2 separate regions of the Mus musculus genome follow, and region 2 is linked to region 1. Evidence: chromatin contacts called from public promoter capture Hi-C data. All regions are on one chromosome and are shown on one strand. Each heading gives the region's core, a stretch centred on a gene start, on an enhancer-like site or on the middle of the called end of the contact. The rest is flanking DNA. Distances are from core to core; before and after follow the strand shown. Region 1 holds the start of Dock11 (dedicator of cytokinesis 11). Region 2 holds the start of Zbtb33 (zinc finger and BTB domain containing 33).

Evidence for each region. Promoter capture Hi-C pulls out the DNA fragments that hold promoters and counts their contacts.
Region 2: a promoter capture Hi-C map of pre-B cells shows a contact between it and region 1, with 2.4 times the contacts expected there. The contact joins the promoter of Zbtb33 here to the promoter of Dock11 in region 1. A contact is called at or near these places in 2 of 39 promoter capture datasets (the C10 cell line and pre-B cells).

Annotation. Positions count from the first base shown.
Region 1 is chrX:35,886,744-35,890,653 of GRCm38.p6, reverse strand. Dock11 (dedicator of cytokinesis 11) reads right to left here and starts at 1,822. Exons shown (of 53, transcript NM_001009947.3): 1 at 1,622-1,822. The coding sequence starts at 1,723.
Region 2 is chrX:38,188,243-38,192,020 of GRCm38.p6, reverse strand. It overlaps Zbtb33 (zinc finger and BTB domain containing 33), which reads right to left and starts at 2,228. Exons shown (of 2, transcript NM_020256.2): 1 at 1,939-2,228.

The DNA.
Region 1 (3,910 bases), core at 573-3,072:
GTGGTCCTCTCTCAAATGGCCCTGATGACAAGTGAGGTTCTGATCTGACCTCAACAGGTTCTGGCTCCAAATCTGGGTGAAATATACAATAAGCCAAATCCATTAAGACAACATTAAAGGTCTGGGTTTAGCCTCACCAAGCAGCAGGATTAAACTTCAAGGGTCCAGCCATGATAAAGACATTTCTTTAAAGTCCCTTGGCTCTGCACAGTTGCAGCTATTAGAAATCCGATTTTTATCTCAAAGGTACATATTTTACCTTTGATCCTCTTCCAGAATTCCCACTAATGTCAACTTTCCCCACTGTTAGGATCAGGCCCCTTGCCTTGCTTTAATGTTGGTTTTATTGCCGATTCTACAAGATCAACATAAAAATTACAGGGAAAAGCTGCGAGGTTCCCTTCCCAGGATAAGTTGTGCTAACAAAAAGCTCTCTCTTAAGTGCGGAGATTTAAACACAGCGAATGACATGAAATAATATAGGAGTGGAAAGAGACAAAAGCCAGCAAATCTCCTGCAAAACAAAGTAACAAAAAAGCACGCTAATGATTTAGTCCCACTGCTTATTTAAGGTTTGGTCCCTAGTCCAAAAAATTGGCAATGGGAGCCTTTAAAAGCAAAGGAGCAAGTGCCCCTTACCATCCAAGGCTTCCCTCCAGATTTAGACCATCTGAACAGGACTGATGAGGGTGCGCTGGCGTGCGGGGGAGGGGTGGTTCCCCGAGGGGGGTGTCAGAACACTCTCCAATCCCCATCCCCCAGCTCTACCCGCCGCCAAGACATCCCCAATAGTCTACGTAGGCGTCTGGTTCTAGGGTCTTCATCCTTACACAGCAACATCCAGTCCTTCCCACATCCTCTTGCCTCCAATCGCTCACAAGTCTTAAGAACCATCCTCTCCCAGAGGATACAGACTCAAAACCCACTCAGGCGCAGACCCACCCCCGTTGTTTCCAATCCTCTCCCTCTGTCTTAGTTGGCAGTACCCCTCAACACCCATCACCACCCTCCCTCTCCCCAGTAGCAGGAGGAAGTCGCTATGCTTCCTCTGTCCACATCGCCCGCCAGAGCTTGGGCGCCCTGGGCTTTTGGGTGGGGTTTTTTGTGTGTGTAAGTGAGTGTGTGTGTGTGCGCGCGTGTACCCGATGTGTATCCGCACTCAAGTATATCTGTGCTCATCGCATCCTTCCGCCTAGGCTGCCCCAGGTGCCCTCTTAAAGGGATCCGGATCTCCTCGTGCCCTAATCTCCAGCTCTTTGTGCGGGGGTCCGGGGGAGCGGGAGGTGCGATCTGAAGCTTTCAGCCGCCCCCGCTGGGGTGGAGACCCACTCTCCGGCCGCAGCTCTGTGAAACCCGCTGTGCCATTCAGCTTCCAGCCCAGCGCAAGCTGGTGGGGTAGCCAGAGCGCTGTCCCGTGGCGCCTGAGACTCCCACCCCCAGGCAGCCGGTTGCCAGAGCGAAAACTTAAGTAGAACAGAGGAAAAAGAGAGCTCCTAGCGCTCGACCGCAGCTGCGCCCATCCTGCCCGTGGTCTCCAGCGCGCGCGCGGGAAGCCACCGCGCTGCTCCCGGTGTGAGCGAACCCCCCCCCCCCCGGGACTCCCCGTCGCTCGACCACTCACCAGCACCACGGAGCCCCGCACGGCCTCCGACACGCTCTGGCGGAGCTCGGCTGCCGTGCCTGGCTTGCTCAGCCGCTTGGTGAATTTGCGCACTTCGGCCATGGCAGAGGTGGCGGGCAGGTCTCGGCGGGAGCGCTCAGTGCCCCGGGCCCGGGCGGCCGCTGCTGCTGCTGCTGCCTGTGTTTACACGCCGACGGGCCGGCCACATCTCAGCTCGCCGCCCCGCGCCCAGCTCCCGCGGCTCCTCCTCCCGCGCGCCGCTCCTCCCTCTTTCCCTCCTTTTTGCTCTAGCTTTTGCAGGCTCTGGGTCCTGCCGGGCGGCGGCGGCTGCTCCCTCTCACCAAGGGCCCCGACCTGAGTGGCCTAAGAAGGAGGGTGTGTCTCCTGGAGGGGGAGGGAGTGCTGGAGGTGGGGGCGAGGGTCACGCGGGAAGAGGGGGAAGTGGCAAGCACCCGGGCTCCGCCCGCAGCTGATGTTGCTGGTGCAGCCGCATCCGGGAGGCGAGATGAGGCTGCTTCTTTTTCCGAGTGTATGGCGCGGGAGGGGGTCAGAGGTGGGTGATGAAATGTCTCCAAGACTAGGGTGTGCTGGGGCCTCCAGAGACCTCTGCCTCCCTTAAGACTTCAGGAGCAGTGAGGCGGTGGGAAAAATCTCACTTGCCCCCAACCTGCAAGCCCCTGGGTCCCAGGCGGCTAGAGGCTGGGAAACAACATGGAAGCAGCATGCTCCTATTGTGTACTCAGCCTGGTTGGGTCTGCCCTATGTCAAAGGAAGGAAGAGCGGGTTTGCTGCAGGAAAGACTTGTCTGGGTCTGTACCCAACCCCCTTCATTTCCCCACCCAGGCATCCACTTCATAGGGCAACCAGGGGACAGGCTTCTAGAAGTGAGTCTTACCCAGGCAGGGATAGCTGGGTGGTGAGAGACCCCAGAGCCTTTGATGAATTGTGTGGTTCTGCAGTGATTCCAGAAGGAGTGGCCCTAGTGCTCACTGGGAAGGCTTTTGGAGGACCTATCAATCCTCTAGCTTTTACCTGTGCTCTGCAACCATCTCACCCTTTCCTTAATTTCCCCAGAACATCTGACTAGGTGTAAAGCATGCATGCTTAGACACAAACAAGGCCTTAATTCTGAAATGAAAGGCCCCACTTCATTTTTTTTTGTTTTGTTTTAAGTTTGAAATGGCCCATCACCAGGGGTCTAATCCTTTTTGAGGATTTCTACCGGTGCCCAAATGGCACTTTCCACACTTCTCAGGCCTTCAAAGAGCACACAGTCACACACCTACACAAGGACTTTGTTATGGAAACAAGAGCATGGGAATGGACTCCAGGAACCCAGAAAAGACCAAGTCTCCTAGCAGCAAGCCCATTTGGCCACCTTCTCATTGATCCTGATAAGGCACAGATGGAGGGTTCCTCCAGGACCTGGGACATGGAAGGGCTCTAAGGGACAGGCATTATCCTGCATGTTGACCTCACTCTGTGTGTGTGTGTGTGTGTGTGTGTGTGTGTGTGTGTGTGTGTTGGGGGTCGGGGTGGAAACTGTTACCTGCAGGTGGATCAGCACAAATTCATGCTATGTGTTCAATGAATGGTGAATATTTGTGTGTCTGGCTCCTAGTTGTTGACCTCCAGAATACTCTAGCATGTTTTCCCTTGCTAACTCCAGATTCACTGCTTCAGGTACAAGGCAGAGGCACAGGGCTTAGGAAAGAAAGGTAGTGCTCTAGGTACTGATGAATCATAATTGGTGAATATTAACCCATGTTCAACTCTCTACTGTACGATGGCATAGAATCCTACTCAGTTTGGGGCAATAGGTGTAAGACAGCAGACCAAGAGGACTCCTGGGTAAGTTCTCCACCTTGACAGAAAGAGAAGGTGTTTATTTCCCAGTCTATAGGTTCAATGTTCAGATCATGGAGCAGAGTCCAGTCCCCTCTGAGAATAAAGAGATGGCTTAGAGGTCAAGAGCACTCATTGCTCTTGCAGAAGCCATGGGTTCAGTTCCCAGCACCTGTATTGTGGCTCACAACGACCCCAAAGTACAGTTACAGGGAGATCACTCCAGTGTTTCTAACCTCTTCAGGCGCAAGGCACACATGTGGTACACATACACACATTCAGGCAAAACATTTACACACTATTGCTAAAATTCCTTCCTTGGGCAAGATGTAAACAACATCTATCCCTCCTGCTAAAGTCCCAATGACCCTCAAAGGTACAGTTCCTCCAAAATTCACCTGGGGGAACAAGGACCTTATTAGACTTACTTACAAAGCAATACAT
Region 2 (3,778 bases), core at 979-3,478, 2.3 Mb before region 1:
CTCTGAGAAATGTCAAGAAACTTTGAAATTGCCATGCAGATCTGAACAATAATCTCCTTGGTCGCCTTCCTTTGAAATTCAGGAAAATGCATTTCCACTAATCACCCTTTTAAACTTAGAATTCACTTTCCTAGTCCCAACTTTACTTCATTTTTCCTCAAGAGATAAGAATTTTTCATTTTAAGAAAAATCTTCACCATTAAGCATATGAATTACTTCTTCAAATGCCAGAAAAGTTTAGTGTGTTTAATATTTAGTCTGAAATTTATACCCTTCAACTTCACCTCTAATCTTATTAGTTACATCCTATTCAAAAGTTCACCCTCACAGCCAAGGCCAATTACGGACACTGACAATTAGCGCCTCACAATTTCCCATTATTTCTACCTACCCCTTATCCTTCTATTCTGCCTTGCACTTTGTAGAGATGCAGCGTTAGACAGAGTGCCAAGTGAAGTCAACACATACTCTAGTGAAGAAACAAACAGAAAGGGAGAGCGCCCCTCCTCGGTGCCTATTTACATAAAAACTGCAAACATATGTTGTTGGTAAAGAATGATGTTCACTTGTAGAAGACCCAGTTCTCTTCAAAGGAGTCAGTGCAAGCAAAAACAGTAACTAGTTACAACAGAGAAGCAGGCAACTGTTGCTGCTGTGGGACACTCCAAACACTTTCTTTTGGCATTTCACGGAAGCTATTGAGTTCAGAGTGCATCTGAAGTGCAAAGGACCCATATGCATATTAAAATACTTATAAGCACAAAACACATGTTATACAAATATTATATATTAACCATTCCTTGCTAAGTACATTTGGTAGAGAATTATTTTATTAATAAGTTACTAAAGAATGTCACTGTCACCTGGTACTTACACACACACACACAAACACACACACACACACACACACACACACACACACATGCTCACATATAAACACACAAGGGAGGCATGAGTATCTCTGTATTTAAAACATCATAACTTTAAAAGTCTAAAAGCCAAAAATTAAAACCATGTTAGCTACTCCATTTTAACAGCACCAAGGAATTACAGGCAATCACAAAGGCATTCATCACAAAGTGTGACCTTTAGACAATCTGCCAACAATCCAAAACATGAAGGTTTCAACAGAAACCACTTTCAAGTGGAGAGATTTCTGTATATGGCCACATGATTTTTATAATTGGAAAATAAGGGTTTTTTTTTTCCAACATGGGAATGATTCAAATGTAGGTGTCTAGGTGATACTGGGACCTGGTTTCATTTTGATTAGGTATCCAGCTGGTCAGGGTTAGCCCAGGATCACCCCAAGTGGGTCTCAAACCTTTCCTCCCCAGAGATTTGCGACCTGCCTACGGAAAAGGCATCTCATAGCATTGTGTAACACATCTTTGGTTGTTGGCTGGTTTAGAAGGCTGGTGACAGTAGGGAAGAGAAAAATGCCACGGGCCAGAGGGGGGGAAACAAACCAACACTACAGGGCTCCCTGCAGCTGTTGTCCATCTCTCCCTCTTCCACCATCTCCCTCTTCTTCCTTTGAACTTTGGTGCAACTGAGCTTTTAAACGTCAATTCACGTGAAAACACAAACAGGGATGGCGATGCAAACAGCAGAACGAAGGCAGGGGGGTTGAGGGGTGTTGAAGAAAGTAGGCCTAGCTCCTAAGGGTACTCTGTTGGGGGTAGCGGGCCATGCGAAGCCGGAAGCATTGTTGTGTCCAAAGAAGGATCTAAAGAGGAGGATGGGCCCCATAGTAAAGCTCAATCAAACTAGTAGGGAGGTGGGAAAAGAGCCCCCTTCCCCGCCCCCCAAAGCGGACGAATGGAGAGGGAGAAAGCCAAGTGGGTACTTGGCGGCGTCCCCCACGCCCTAAGGCTTATGCAAGGGTACCGGGTGCCTCTGGCACTGGACAGAGAAGGGGACCACGCCGCGCCTTACCGGTTCTCTTGGTAGAGCTCCGGGACCCACACAAAGAAAGAGCAGAGGAGCCAAGGCCTCGGGCTCCGCTGCTTCCTGGTTCAAGCGAGGCGGCCGCAAGCGTAGGCGCGGCCAGGGCATGGAAGGCGTAGGCGGGCTCCGTCTCCCGGGCCCGGTGCCCAGCCCACTCCTCACCTGCTCCGCGGCGGCCGCTTTCTCCTCCTCGGGGCCGAGGCAGGGTCAGAGTCCTACCCCAAGCAGCCGGACTCCGCAGCGCCGCTGCTGCCGCTTTAAATGTCGCTCCAGTTTCCGCCGACGTCAAAGCGGCTTCCACGGACGCGGCTCGGGCGCCGGGCTCCGCCGACAGAGGGCGCAGCGTGGGAGGCGTGGCTTCCTCGCCTTCCTCTTCCGAGAGCAGCCCGGGGTTGTCCGGAAGAGCGCGAAGCCCGCCTTCGGCTCTTTCCGTGACTGCGAAGCATTTTTCTAAGTGTTCTGTGATTCTCTTAAGAGCTCGGCTCCGTGAGACAGACAAAGATCCGATGACACTGTTAGGAGTGGCAGGGAGGCTAGTCTTGTTTGTTCAAACTCCCTTAAGTCCCGAGGGCTTAAAAATGTTCAGAGGTTGTATAAATTCCAGTTCTTTTGCATGTTTGAAGTCTGCCCTGTTAGCCTGTTGCTTGGATAACAAGCCACCTTGAATACAATCTGCATACTAAAATTTAACTCATACTAATTCAAATTGTAGGATAACAAGAAAACCACATTACACTGTCTACTTTTAAGAAGAAACCTGTGTTCTGATAACTCTTGTTAATCGAATGTTAAATGGTGCATGCAATATCTTGTTAACTGCATATCTATTAACATAGAGATCACATTTGATCTGCAGCAAATATACTCCAGGCCCTGTGGGATAGAAAAGCAGATAAGACAAGTTTCTCTCATTTCAGAGGGCTCGGCAGGTACATACACACGAATAAAAGTATTTTAAAAGTATAGAACTACAGAGAAGGAATAACAAACCAAATAGTGTCAAATGAGCCCTACCTTGAAAGGCAATAATATTTGTATTGTTTATCATTATTTTTTAAAATATTTTTTATTATGTATTTTCCTCAATTACATTTCCAATGCTAGCCCAAAAGTCCCACACACACCCCCCCACTCCCCTACCCACCCAGTCCCACTTTTTGGCCCTGGCGTTCCCCTGTACTGGGGCATATAAAGTTTGCATGTCCAATGGGCCTCTCTTTCTAGTGACGGCGACTAGGCCATCTTTTGATACATATGCAGCTAGAGTCAAGAGCTCCAGGGTACTGGTTAGTTCATAATGTTGTTGCACCTACAGGGTTGCAGATCTCTTTAGCTCCTTGGATACTTTCTCTAGCTCCTCCATTGGGGGCCCTGTGATCCATCCAATAGCTGACTGTGAGCATCCACTTCCGTGTTTGCTAGGCCCCGGCATAGTCTCACAAGGGACAGCTATATGAGGGTCCTTTCAGCAAACTCTTGCTAGTGTATGCAATGGTGTCATCGTTTGGAGGCTGATTATGGGATGGATCCCTGGATATGGCAGTCTCTAGATGGTCCATCCTTTTGTCTCAGCTCCAAACTTCGTCTATATAACTCCTTCCATGGGTGATTGTTCCCAATTCTAAGGGGCAAAGTGTCCACACTTTGGTCTTCATTCTTCTTCAGTTTCATGTGTTTTGCAAATTGTATCTTATATCTTGGGTATACTAAGTTTCTGGGCTAATATCTACTTATCAGTGAGTACATATCATTTGAGTTCTTTTGTGATTGTGTTACCTCACTCAGGATGATGCCCTCCAGGTCCATCCATTTGGCTAGGAATTTCATA